Linked DNA regions of Mus musculus: regions 2 and 3 are each linked to region 1. The links are chromatin contacts, called in public Hi-C and promoter capture Hi-C maps. All regions are on one chromosome and are shown on one strand. Each heading gives the region's core, a stretch centred on a gene start, on an enhancer-like site or on the middle of the called end of the contact. The rest is flanking DNA. Distances are from core to core; before and after follow the strand shown. Region 1 overlaps Gm40056 (a long non-coding RNA gene). Region 2 holds the start of Ankub1 (ankrin repeat and ubiquitin domain containing 1). Region 3 overlaps Rnf13 (ring finger protein 13).

Evidence for each region. Promoter capture Hi-C pulls out the DNA fragments that hold promoters and counts their contacts. A called contact is a pair of places that touch in the nucleus more often than the background predicts.
Region 2: a contact with region 1 is called in a promoter capture Hi-C map of hippocampal neurons, with 4 times the contacts expected there. The contact joins the promoter of Ankub1 here to the enhancer-like site in region 1. A contact is called at or near these places in 7 of 39 promoter capture datasets (the C10 cell line, cranial neural crest, embryonic stem cells and 3 more), 1 of 15 datasets of contacts at CTCF or cohesin (the NIH/3T3 cell line) and 1 of 9 other capture datasets (adipose tissue).
Region 3: a Hi-C map of cerebral cortex shows a contact between it and region 1, with 2.7 times the contacts expected there. The contact joins two enhancer-like sites. A contact is called at or near these places in 2 of 15 datasets of contacts at CTCF or cohesin (both in the NIH/3T3 cell line), 22 of 484 Hi-C or Micro-C datasets (the 4T1 cell line, B cells, the C3H10T1/2 cell line and 16 more) and 10 of 115 datasets of contacts at active chromatin or transcription factors (CD4 single positive thymocytes, the NIH/3T3 cell line, bone marrow-derived dendritic cells and 5 more).

The regions. Positions count from the first base shown.
Region 1 is chr3:58,120,226-58,124,721 of GRCm38.p6, forward strand. Gm40056 (a long non-coding RNA gene) reads left to right here. Exons shown (of 6, transcript XR_003954487.1): 4 at 2,139-2,234. Among named protein-coding and RNA genes, the nearest start is that of Gm40056, 33 kb to the left of the region's middle. Within about 2 kb of position 2,671, at least 29 of the 459 cell types and tissues checked have an H3K27ac peak or open chromatin away from gene starts, as enhancers often do. A contact at or near this core is called in cerebral cortex and hippocampal neurons, where this site is marked.
Region 2 is chr3:57,689,935-57,694,430 of GRCm38.p6, forward strand. Ankub1 (ankrin repeat and ubiquitin domain containing 1) reads right to left here and starts at 2,603. Exons shown (of 4, transcript NM_001033349.2): 1 at 2,323-2,603; 2 at 380-523. The coding sequence starts at 2,412.
Region 3 is chr3:57,823,429-57,827,924 of GRCm38.p6, forward strand. All of the region lies in intron 8 of Rnf13 (ring finger protein 13), which reads left to right. Among named protein-coding and RNA genes, the nearest start is that of Pfn2, 22 kb to the right of the region's middle. Within about 2 kb of position 2,618, at least 4 of the 459 cell types and tissues checked have an H3K27ac peak or open chromatin away from gene starts, as enhancers often do. A contact at or near this core is called in cerebral cortex, where this site is marked.

The DNA of each region.
Region 1 (4,496 bases), core at 1,421-3,920:
GCTAATACTGGTTCCTCCCGAGCCTGCTTGTAAAACCAAGTGACACTACTCGGCCTTGCCCCAGGTTATTTCTGATTGGTGAATAAAGATGTCAACAGCTAATAGCTCAGCAGAAGAGACATAGGTGTGGTTTAGGGTTCCCAGGCTTATAGTAGTAGGAGAACCACTAGGGGAGAAGTCAGTGACTGCATGGAGAAGAAGCCACTATGGGTTAGGTGAGTCATGAAAACGGCTGGCCAATTGGAGTTAAGAGCAGTCCAGATGAAATGTTGTAAGTAATAACGCAGGGTTATGGATAGGAAAGTAGATTCTAACAGCATAGAAGGTAGATATGTGCCCAGCTATTATGCTGTTTAAGGCTTACTACAAATAATAAAAGTTGTGTATCTTTTATCTGGGAACTGAATGATTAGGAGGAGGGGAGGGGTAGAAATCCTGGGATGGGATTAAAACTTCAACAACACTAATCAGTAAACTCAGCAAGCTCTAGGCCAGTGAGAGACCCTGCCTCAAAATATACGATGGAGAACAGTTGAGGAAGACACCTGCCATGGACTCATAGCTTCTGTGTGTGCGCACATGTGTGTGCCTGCCCACACGCAAATGCACATACACCTGTGTGTACACCACACACAAAAACTAATCAACTAATTAATTGGTTAAAAGAATAAAAATGAAAAATGTTTCCAGAAAAGGTAGGAACATGGAACAGAAACCCAGATGGGAATTTGAATTTCCAGCCAGTGACCAACACAGCAAACTGTCCCTTAGAGGTTCATGTGCCTCCCGATCAGTCAAGCTTCCCAAACCCTCTGCTTGCCTGTAGCGAGCCATTTGGAATGTGAGCAAAGTTTCTGTAAAGGGCCACGATGAACAGAAGCAGCAGACACATCTCCTTTGCCATCTTTTTCTGTCTGGCAGCAACTGTAAAGATGGAGAGGAAGATGGACCAGGCTAGTAGAGGGAACGGGGCCTCTTAATGAAAACAAGTAAAACTACCTTGGTCTGCAGGACTGACAATGTACAGTGGTGCTGTGAGCCTCTGAGATTCCTAGGTGAATCTGCTTCGGCAACTCCCTTTATGAACATGTTTAAAAGTGAGGGGAGGTCTTTGCTTCGGGAAGCAGAGGAAATTCTAGAATGAGAACCATGGCCTCTTTTCACTCCTCCTTGCAACAAATAAGAAACCTAGTACAGACAATTACAACTCTCCACGCCTCTTTAGACAGTCATCGTGGCAAAGGTAAGAGGGATTCCCCTTTTTTCCAGACTCAAAACTTCAGCTTCAGATCCCAGACTTTTAGAGGGTCTATTGATTTTCTTGGAGACTTCTGTCTATCATCTTCCTAAGCATTTTGTTCTCTATAAAACCATGAGCAGATAGGAAGAGGACGGCGTATTCTAACTTGAGACAGAGATGTGTAAAGCTACAGGATCAGATGAGCAGGTGAAAGCTTCATCGTAGAGAAGCAAGTTGGTTGCTGCCATAAGAGAGGATTGTCCTATCTCTGCTCTCTCGGTTTGTTATGAAGGAAAGGTCTTCAGTTTGGTTAATACATCAATGGGTTTTAGGTGAGCAAACATTGGATCGAAGTTTGGTTTGAATATGGGAACTGGGAAGATCCAAAGGTCCCAGAGAGGTTCATGAGATGGGAGAAAGTAGGGTGACCACAGGTATTGTGGTTGTTAACAACCATAAAGTTCAGGGTTAAACTCTCCAGTCATTTTTCTTCTCCAAATTTTCGGTGGAGATTTTCAGATCAAAAGTACTTTAATGAGATATTTTCCCCCCAAGGAAAGGCTTATATTACAGAGAGAATCAAATTGACAAACTGGAATAGGGTAGTTTATACAGGTGGGAACAGGCTTACAGAAGACTGATTCAGCTGGATCTCTGGGTCATCCAGGACCAATTACAAAGCATCTATGTGCTTAAGGGCAATGTTTTTAAACACAGCGGGTGCACACAACCTCATGGAGTAACAGACAACGGTAAAATAGGGCTAACGAATAGATGGAAAAGCAAAGCAGGCAGTGTGGCCGTGCCTGGAGGCTCCTCCGTGGGTGGGTGGATGGGCGCATATATGGATGTATGGGTAGCACAGAAAGTGTTGAAGCAGAGACTTTTTTTTTTCCAGAAATTTACAGTCACCTGGGGTAGGGGACAACTGGAGGCAGTTTGGTGCCAATCTCCACGTATATTTGTTTCTTGGGTCTCCCAGCAGCTAGGAAGGGTAAGTAGAGGATATGGATCGTGAAGTTTGAAGACCTGCCCTTCTTTCTCCCATTCCCTGCAAAATGATATAACGTCACCCTTCAGTGGACAGCAGACACTGTTTGAGCCCTTTATGGGCTACCAGTAAATGCTTGCCCCAGCGAAGGATTGAGCCAAGGTTGCCCAGAGAGAGCGAGGTCGTGGACTCTGCTCCTCTTGGGTCCCTTCGGGAAGTACTGATTGATCAGTTTCTGAGGCTTGTCTAGAAGTAGAACAGCTACCTGCAAGCTGAATAAGCCCCTAGCTGTCATAAGGAAGGATGTTCTTCACCCTCCTCCAAAGGACAGACTTCTCCACGCCATTCTCATTCCGGGTTGGCATGACCTTGTCCTTTCTGGCAACACAAGGGCTCACGTGTGCTGGAAAACCCCTTTGCTCAGCTGCCAGCAGGCGGCGAGGACTGAAAAGGAGGAGCGCCACCTAGTGTCATTTCCAAGCAGTACCAAAGACATCCAGACTAACCCTCTTCAGAAGGAAGGGCAGTGTTGGAACAAATTCACTTTTGCCTTCGCACAATAAAAAATACTGCCCCTATTCCCCACCCCACCCCCCCCTCCAAAAAAATCCCAGAAAATATACAAAGCTGCTGATATGTGGGGGAAATGGCACGATGTGACTGACTGGAACCAGGAATCAAGGAGGAACAAGTTGTCTGAAGACCTTGACTATTCATTGATGCTGAAAAGAGCCCATCATGAGTCGGCTCAGATAGAAACCCCGAAAGGCACGTACACTGAGCCCAGTTCATGTGCATACACTGAGCCCCGTTTCTGTACAGCTTCTGGGCATTTGTTTTCATAACTGATCAGTCACATAGGATGTTCATACATTGAACGTTAGTATATAATGTCAAACCATGGGCAAAGGGAAATGCAGACTGCGCCTTGTAATTCTGCTAGTAAGAAGGCTGAAGCTAGAAAACTCCAGGTTGATCCTTCCTTGGTGCTAACGCAAGTTCAAGGCCAGTCTGGGTAACCTAGTGAAATCCTTCTCAAAATAAAAGGTAAAAGGGGGATGGAGCTGTGACCCAGTGTAGCACATAGCCCTGCACGCATAAGTCCAATCTCCGAGGAGAGGCAGAGGTGGGGGGAGGGGAGAGAGAGGGAGAGAGAGTCGTGATATAGTGTAGTGAGTGTAGTATGTGTGGTGTGTGTGTGTGGTATGTGATAATGTGGTGTGTATCTGGTATGTGATATATGTATGTTGTGTTTGTGTGTGTGTGTGTCGTATGTAGTGTGTATGTTGTGGTTTGTGTGTGGGTGTGATATGTGGTTTGTATATATGGGATGTATGTGTGTGTGGTGATAAAGTATGTGTGTGTGTGGTATGTGCAGTGTGTGGTATGTAGCATGGGGTGTGTGTATGTAGTCTGTATGTGTGTATCTGTGGTATGTGGCACGTGTGTGGTGTGTATGTATATGTGGTATGTATTTGTGTGTGTGTGTGTGTATGGTGCCTGCGTGTGTGTGTGTCTGTGGTGATACAATGTGTGTGTAGTGTTGTAAGTATGTGATATGTAGCATGTGATGTGTGTATGTGGTATGTGGTATCTGTATGCTGGGTATATGTGTATGTGTGGTATGTAGTGTGTTTATGTTGTGTTTACGTGTATGTGATATATGTTGTGTATGTGTGGTGTGTTTGTATAATATGTATATGTGTTTGTGTGTGTGGTATGTATGTGTTGCATGTGTGTGGTATGTGGGGTCTGTACGGGGGGTGTAGTTGTGTATGTGTTAGAGTGAGCAACACATAAGTTCCCTTTGTCCCTCTCTTCTGAGACAGAGACTTGGTATTGTTACCTGTGTTTTTGGAGTTTCTTGCTTATGGTACTGATACTCCTTGGTGGCTTGGGTGACTCTCCCTCATGTCTGATTGTCACGTGTTCCCATGTGTTCCATGTGGCCATTCTCCCTTTTTGCTTATTTAATATCTGTCTTTTTCTTAATGATTGTTCTGGTTCCTGACACGCTCTAGCTAAGAGACCTTCATCGATATGTTTTCATGGGATCACCCCCTCTCCTGGCTTCCTATTTCTATCTCTCAGTGTGTATCTGGATGAATACGGGCTCTTAATTTTAATGGAATCTTTCTAGATTTATCTCTGAGTATTTGACAATTTATGATCCTATACATTTCATTTTCTTTTTTAAAGAGAGAAATTTTAGACTAGTTTTAGGTTGACAGGAAAACTGACAGGAGGAACAGAGGTTTCTTTCAC
Region 2 (4,496 bases), core at 1,353-3,852, 430 kb before region 1:
CATCCTTTCCTGTGCTCACAATCACCTGTAACTCTAGCACCAACATCCTTTCCTGTGCTCACAATCACCTGTAACTCTAGCACCAACATCCTTTCCTGTGCTCACACACATAGATTTAAGTAAGTAAATCTAAAATTATAAAAGAAAAGAAAGCCCTCTTTATTCTATACTTCTTGGTAGGATCTTGCTATATTGCCTAAGTTGCCCTCAAACTTACCATTGTCCTGTCTCTGACTCACAAGTGTTGGGATTATAGGTATGCATCAACAACACCGGCCTATGGAAAGCTTTTTCTCAGTTATGAAATAGCTTAGTTGAACCATTCACAACTTCCCTCCAAATGAGTGAGACATCTTGGGCAAACATTATTCTATCATACCTTAACAAAGCATTTGAGAGTTGAACAGAAAGATATTCCAACGTCCGACAGACTCCAGCTGTTCCTTAGGGCCGCTCCAGCATACATCAGCTCAAGATACCACCTGCCTTGTTTGTCTTCAGAAAGAGGAATGTGGAAGTAATCCTTAAAGAGCAATGAAAACATCTTATGTTTTCATCTTATGAAAACAGGCTGTTTCGTTATTAGCAGACCAGAAGTACAAGGCTCCCCTCCTCCTTCTTTCTCTCCTCCTTTCTCTCCTCTCCTTTCTTCCTCCCTTCTTCCCTGATATGGTGTGATAATTGTTTTAGAGCAAAGGGAAGAAAGCTTATATAGGGTTCTTAACTTGGATTCCATTGTTTCCATAAGCTTATAAATAGATGTTAGCCGGGAAAAAAAACCTTACACCTTCATTTTTTTAAAATGTATTATTTGCATTTTATGTGTGCGAGTGCTTTGTTTGTATGTCTGTCTACCACATGTGTACTTGGAACCTGGGGATGTTAGAAGAGAGCACTGGAGACTGAAATTGCAGCTCTCAGGTGAGTATTGGGAATTGAACCCAGGTCCTCTGGAATACTAGACATTGCTTAACCACTAAATTATGTCGCCAGGCCCTACAGCTTTATTTTTCTTAACTCTAAAATTGAGATTTTTTTTACCCTCTTTAATTCTGTTTAGTTAAGTCATTATCTGTAGCTATGTCTTTGTTGCTAATTGCAAATTACATTTACTTTCATTTTATGTTACTGTTGTTACAGATACTTCAGAATATCATGTATACTTATCACTAATTTGAAAATATACTAGTTGTTAAGTGCATTGTTAGAACCTGTTAGCTAATGTTAATAAAACCCCATACCCCATATCACTGTATCATAAATTTGATTTTATTATTTGAAGATTATATTTAAATCCAATTCACTTTTTTTCTTGTTTTCTTTGAGAGAGTCATTTACTCTCTAGCTTAACTGGGCCCAATCTTTAGAGTCCATAGTGCTAGGATTATAAGTGTGCATCGTCTTACCCTCCATGGTTCTCTCTCTCTCTCTTAAGTAGTTCTATTTTATCTTACATATTTTATGCATTTAACAACATTCTGAGAGACTTTATCATACTTCCACATAGATCCATGGCATATATTAGGCATTATCTCCTGTGTAAAATCTAGATTGCAATAATCTACCAAATACTAACAAGCCTCAGGAAAAAACTCAATAAAGTATAAAGCTGGGCGTGATGACACATGTTCTTCATCCTAGCACTTGTGAGGCAGAGACAGGCACTGTGAGATTGAGGCCAGTCTGGTCTACCACCAGAGCTATATAGTGAGACCAAATCTTAACAAAACAAAGCAAAGCAAGAAGAGATATACTCCTTAATGAATGAGAATGACCATATCTAAATGAAATATTTCATGACTGTTTCTTCTTCTGGCAGTGTGGTCTGAGGTAAAGTGCCCTCTCTGAGCTCCAGTTTTCTCTGAATATCAAATAAAACCGAAGCCCACAGGATCATTGATGTTGTCTAAGTCTCCAAAATCCTTTGCTTCCTCGTCTGTTGGCTTAAAACAAGGCATTTGTCAGATAACCGGCACACTCTTTGCAGGTGCTAGAGTTAGTGTTATATTTTTGTCCTTTTATGAATAATCGCAGTAAGCTATCTGGTCCAGGCCCAACCCATGAAATTCACTAAAGAGAAGTGAAACTAACAGTGAGCTTCTCCACCCTCCATCAAGAATTTACTAGCTCAGTTTGTTATCTAAGATCCCCAAATATAACATATTATTATCACTCTAGTATGAAAACAGTGATATTTCCCAAAACCTCTTTGTTCCTTGCATTAAAAATGTACCCAATCATATCTCTATCCTATGCAGATCTTCAACTGTAAGGCATAATTGAACCCAAACACATCTTAGTGTCCCTGGAGCAAACACATACCTTTATCATCTGCTTGATGGCACCCACCGATGTATGTGCTTCAACATCGAATGCCTCAAAAGATCCTTCAAAAGCTATGAAAATCCTCATTGTGCACTTATCTTCTCAAAAACAAGACAAACAAAACCCCTGTTTTTAAAAATAGCTGAAAAAATTTCCAAATTCACGATTGAGGACCAAATTGATGGCCAGAGGCAGCTGTCATTGTCTATTCTCCACAGCGACTTGAAAGAGCATTAAAGAGGCATATCCAAGGTCGGTATCCCAGTGTAGGACAGCCTAGACAGTGGCTGTGTTGGAGGAAATGTTTCTCTCAACACAATCACAATAGCCACCTGGTTCTCAGATTACAGAAACCAGCACACTTGACAATGGCCAAGGCAAGTATGAGCAGGCTTGTGACTTATAGAGCAAAGATTCCACACACAAGTGACACTTTGGTGTTGTAATTGCCATCCCCTGACTTTTGAATTTATCACTCAAGAAAAGCCTATCAAAGAACCCATCAGAATACGGGCTTCAGTAGGGTGCACCAGTGTACAGCAAAGCAAATAAAGTTGATTTTATTGAATGAGGTGGTCCTGAAAATTCTCTGTAAAACGTCTGCATGGAAGCATTCTAGTTTCCATAACAACTTTGTGTACTTGTTCTCTGGCAGTGTGTCCAATCCTGCCATGGGTTTACAGAACAATACCCATTTGTACCAGAAAAATGAAAGTGGCCTTTCCCTTCCCATTCTTGCATAATAAAATCTGCCTCATAGCAACACAATAGAAATGATATTTCTTTCAGTCTTTGTGCTACTAAGAACAATTTGCTGTTGTGATCTCTTTCTACCCCTCTTGGCCTCAATGGGAATTCTCTCTCTCTCTCTCTCTCTCTCTCTCTCTCTCTCTCTCTGAAAATAAAGTTTTCTCTCATACAATACATCCCAACCACAATTTCCCCTCCCTCCACCCCTCACACCTCCTCCCCACCATCTCCAATGGACCTCCAGGTCCACTCCTCTTGCGTTTCTCTTCAGAACAACAACAACAACAACAACAACAACAACAACAACCAGATCTCCAAGAGACAACAGCTAAACAGGACAAAATAAAATACAATAGCAAAAGGCAAAAGCTCTCATATCATGGCTGGACAAGGTAACCCGATAAGAGCAAGAGTCTCAAGAGCAGACAAGAGAGTCAGAGATACACCCACTCCCACCGTTAGGAGTCCCACAAAAACGCTTAACAGCCATAATATATACACAGAGGACCTGGCGCAGTCTCTTGCAGGCATCATGCTGGCCACTTCAGCCTCTGTGAAGCCATGGGAGCCCTGCTTAGTTGACTCGGTAGGCCATGTTCTCCTGTTGTCCTCCATCCCCTTGGACTCATACAATCTTTTCCCCTGCTCTTCTGTTGAATTCCCCTATTTCCCAGATGAGGGACCCAATGGAGACCTCAAATTTAGACTCTCTCTTTGTGTATCATCTGCCTGTGTGCCTCTGTACCTGCTCCCATCTGTTGTCAGAGGAAGTTCTCTGATGACACCTGGACAAGGCACCGGTCTGTGAGTATAGCAGAATATCATTAGAAATCATTTGATATCCCTTTCTTTCATCCTTCCTCTCTCCTTTTCTTTCTTTCCTTCTTTCTTTCTTTCTTTCTTTCTTTCTTTCTTTCTTTCTTTCTTTCTTTCTTTCTTTCTCTTTCTCTCTCTCTCCCTCCCTCCCTCCCTCCTCCCTCCCTTCCTTCCTTCATCTCTATCTCTCTCTCTCTCCCTCTCTCTCTCTCTCTCTCTCTCTCTCTTTCTTGGTCAGTTGTGTTTGGTTCTACCCAACATCTCAGAGCTACCCAGGCAGTGTAGGGCATGGGCCTCCTCGTGTGAGCCTTAATTTAAACCAAACATTGCTGAGGACAACACTCATTGGGTGTAGAGAGGTCAAGATAGTACCTGCATGGAGCCTTCACCCCTACGTTTCCGTGCAGTGGTTTGCAACCTTCCTAATGCTGCAACATTTTGATACAGTTCTTCATGCTGTGGTGATCCTCAACCATAAAATTATTTCCATTGCTGCTTCACAACTGTAGTTGTGCTACTGTTATGAAACATAATGCAAATATCCAATGTGCAGTATATCTGATCTGTAACCAGGGAGAAAGTGGTGTTCAACCCTCACGGGATCG
Region 3 (4,496 bases), core at 1,368-3,867, 300 kb before region 1:
TGCTTTGCTTCATCTGCTATAAAGCCTCTGTGCAAGCCCCTAAATACCCAGCAGTCTTGGTGAGGCAGGCTTGTGCTGCTTAGCCTGGATCAGGCCCCAGGGGAAGCAAGAGCAAATCTCCTGTGCCTCACACTGGAGTTGGCTCCCCTGGTTTGATAAGCCCAGGGTAACCTGTGGCCCTTTCATTTTCATTGGCACAATTAGTTGCTGAAAGCCCCAGTCTGGGTAAACAAGCTCCAACCACAATGTTTTTTTGTTTTGTTTGTTTTTGGGGAGAATACAGGGAGAAATAGATATAGAATATTATAGTGTATGTGTGTGGGGGTGTGTGTAAATAACTGTATCTCCCTAGGACAAGCTTAATATTTTTCATTTGCACTATTTTTTATCACTTTATATTTTCTCTGAACTGTTCTCCTCCAGAAACTCACACAGAATTTGTTTTTCTGTTAATCTTTTGCTCAGGCACTCCAGAGACAGGTTTTGCTACCCTGATCTTCCAAATGTACCAGATAGGCCCTTTTGTTTCGCCTTTCTCAGCTCTTCTGCATTGCTTTATAACTTTATAAATTTCATTTGCATGCTGGCCTGCCAGTAAGATCTGCCAGAGCCCCTCCTACTTTATAAAGATCACATTCTGCCATGAAGCCCAGCAAATCCACTAAAGCCCTATTCTAGTCCCAAGGTCATTGCTAAAAGGACACATGTAAAGGTCAGAGGACAACTTACAAGAGCCAATTCTGTCCTTCTACCATGTGAGCTTTCAGATCACACTTAGGTCAAGGGGCTTGGTGACAAGTGCCTATATCTGCTGAGCTATGACACTGGCTCCCAACAACTTTTTTCTTCTTCCTTTTAAACAGGTAATACATTTTATGTGTTTTTCCCCAGTGTATGTATGTGTACTCTATGAATGCTTGGTGTTCACTGAGGTCAGAAGAAACCATCAGATTTTCTGGAACTGGAGTTCTATAGACTGTTGTAAATTTCGATGTGGGCGCTGGGAGTCAAACCAGGGCCTTTAAACAGCAGCCAATACTTTCAACCCCAGGCTGGCAACTTCTGTCATGTGAAAGAGCCCTAACATGCACCACCCCATCAGTTGTTGCTGCCCAGTTTGCTCAGCAACAGCTGTCCTTTCCCAGGTGCCTTCCCGTCCCTGGGATTCACGGAGCCCTCAGCCATCAATAGCATGTGCTCCTAATGACTCATATGGGCCAGTACGTCAGAGACTGATTTCCTCTGTATTATCTCAGATTATCCAATCTTTGTCTCAAGGGTGGTTATAATACTGTCTCCACTTCCATGGCACTCATATTGATCTCTTGTGCGCCCATGCCACACAGCATCATAAACCGATTGTCAGGGGGCACTGGTATTCAATCTTCCCCAGTTTAAGCAGGTCAGATGTATTTGGTGATTAACTTCAACAAGAGCTCCTTGGCAGAGATCTAATTTGTGTTCTTTTCCTTGCATCCTGCCAACTCTGGGAAACAGAAGGCCAACACCTTGATCTCGTTTTCTCCTTTTTTCCACCTTTCCTGCCAAATCAGAGGATAATACTTACTGACTTTTTCCCGTTGTAGATCATCTTGTACTCTGACATTTTCCTTCTTGGCAGATAGCTGAATCTTAGTTACATGTCTTTTTTTTTTTTTTCTTATGGCCCACAGCAACCCATGCATCAACTGTGATAAACTGCATATGATCTCATCTCATCTGGGCTTTTATGGACTGCAACATAGTCCTTAGTTCATCAGCTGTCTGGGGATGGAGGTGGGCCTGTGTTCATCAAGGAGGCATGGCCTCTCATACTACACAGAAGATGGCCACTCTAAGTGGCCCACTCTCAGGTGGCTTGGCCTTGGTTTTCTATCTTATCTCTCCTTGGTAACATGTAATTGTCACAGTAGCAAGGAGTCGCAGAGTCATATCACATAGAGGAAATGGCTATATCAAGATTACCCCCACATATGTTCCACCCACAGACTGATCACCTGAAGTTACATTTTATCATTCATCCCATAGGCCACACTTCTCCCCAACTCATCTATCAGCCCCTATTCACATGCCAATTAGGTTGTGCAGCTTTTCCTGGGAAGACATGAATAAACATTTATGCATGGATGACAGATCAAATAAATAACTACCTTACTCTAGTGTAGTGAACCAGTGAACTCATTAGGGTTACTTACAGGAGTACGGGTGGCTCAAAGATAGTCACGTTACTATATAGTGCATGCCAGCATGGGTGACGACGACTCAGAAAAGCTGCATCTCTGAAGTGCTACACATAGCTAGCAGATAGCTCCACTAACAGGGTCTCATCTCCTGTACTTGCTTGCTGTTTCATAGATAATCTTTGAGAAGGGCCATGTGAATTCATGTGAATTTGGAGGTCTTGTGAGCTTCTGGAATATTCTGAATCGCAGTCCTCCCGCATGAATTTTATAGTTCAGAGGAAACAGCTACAGAGCACTGTTTCTAAAAACCCAGATGAATAATTCAAGAATGAACTGGCATAGATCTATAGGTGTCTTAGTTAGGTTTTTGTTACTGTGAGACAATACCATGACAAAAGCAACTTACAGTTCTAGAGGGAGGGTCTGTGGGGGAGGGGGCAGCATGCTAGGAAGACCTGGCATAGCGGCTGCAGCAGGCAGCTGAGAGCGTGGGCCTGCTTAGGACAAATCATCTGTGAAAAAGTATTTTTAGAATAGTTTGGTGAAATTTGAATTTGCTTTGAGTGATATTAATAAATTTAGATGCTAAGAAATTGTCATTCATTTTTGTTAAGCATGATAATAGTGTGATTATGTTTTTAAAGCTCTTACTTGCTATGTATATATTTAATAAAATGATATGTCTCAGTATTGGCTTTTAATTTTTTTCAAGAAAATATTGGAAGTAGATCTAACCAAGATTTTTAAAAATACTGAAATTGTTAAGCCTGATAATTGAAGATTAAGTTGTATAGTGGCATATTTTATATATGTATATTTTAAATTTCCTCTAATTTGCAAATATGTTAAGGAAAACAATGGGATACTCACACGTGTCTACATCTAAGTAGATCCAGAAGTCAGTGAGGAATGTTGTTGTACTTTCTTCCCTCCATCAATCTCTTTACTTTAGGAATTACAGAGCACTAGAACTACATGGCATCACAAATCATTTTATTTTGTTTCTGGTTCCTCAATTCTCTCGTCTCTAGAGTTCAGCATTACTCATGCTTTGTATTAAGACAACATTCATAGGAATGGAGGCATAAGCAGCAGTCAGTATTTTTTTTTTAAGATTTATTTATTTTATGTATATGAGTACATTGCAGCTATCTTCAGACACACCAGAAGGGCATCTAATACCATTACAGATGGTTGTGAGCCATCATGTGGTTGATGGGAATTGAACTCAGTACCTGTGGAAGCGCAGTCAGTGCCCTTAATTTCTGAGCCATCTCTCCAACCCTGCTGAGCAGTCAGTATTCTTTAGTTGGCCAGTATTTCCCCCAGCATGCTGTACTAGAAAGAATGAACCACAGGACCTCATTCTACCACTTGGATGTGACTGTGAGAACCCACTTAACTTCCCTGATAATATCCGTGCTGTGCATTTTGCTCAGTTATGAGGAAAAGCAAAGCAAAACTGTCTTTTCAAATATGGGATTTCTGTGACCTGAAAGTAAACAAGTCTAGTACTGTACTGCCATGATAGGTATAGAGTCTTTGAAATCCTGTAGGTCAGGTGAGCTTCAGGATATCTTAACTTCTGCAGAAAAAGAAACCCAAACTTGCGATCTAACGGTCTCTATTGTGTCCTGCAGGGTGTTATTCCTTTCAGTTGCCAAGATTAATTTTTTTCCCAATTACATTTGTAAATGAATGTGTGTCTATCACTATTATAGACACATTAGAAAATGAGGAGAAGTATGACCCAATCAAGCAATTTCCAGGACAAGTATAAGTTTATATATAGCTTCATGAAAGTGACTCCCTGCCATAGTACCTTATTCTGTAGAGTGGGGAGTGGTCCACTGAGAGGACCTGTCTAACACACGTGCTTAGAGTATACCTAGGCTTTGAATAAAGTAGTTAAACAACTCCTGAAAGTGTGGACCAGCTCATCGTATTTAGGTATCTTACTAACTTTGGACTAAAACAAAAGTCTGTGTTGCTTATATGGCTAATTTTCTCCTAGTCTCTCTGTTCTTATTTCTGGTTACCTCCTAGTAATGTCAAATAAAACACTTTTAAATGTCCATCAAAAACTTTAACTTTTTATTTTATACATTACCTTTTATTTCACCCCAGGCTGTTAGCAGTGTTTCCTCATAAAATTTCAGATGACGGGGATCGCATCCTTTCTCTTCGTTCTTGTTACTGCAAGCCAACCTTGTGGTTGGTCCTACAGTCTCTGTGCTTACCTGTACATCTCAGGCCCATTTCCCTTCAGTTCTTTGATGATAGGTTTGTAACAACATGCTTCAGTCCAGTGCT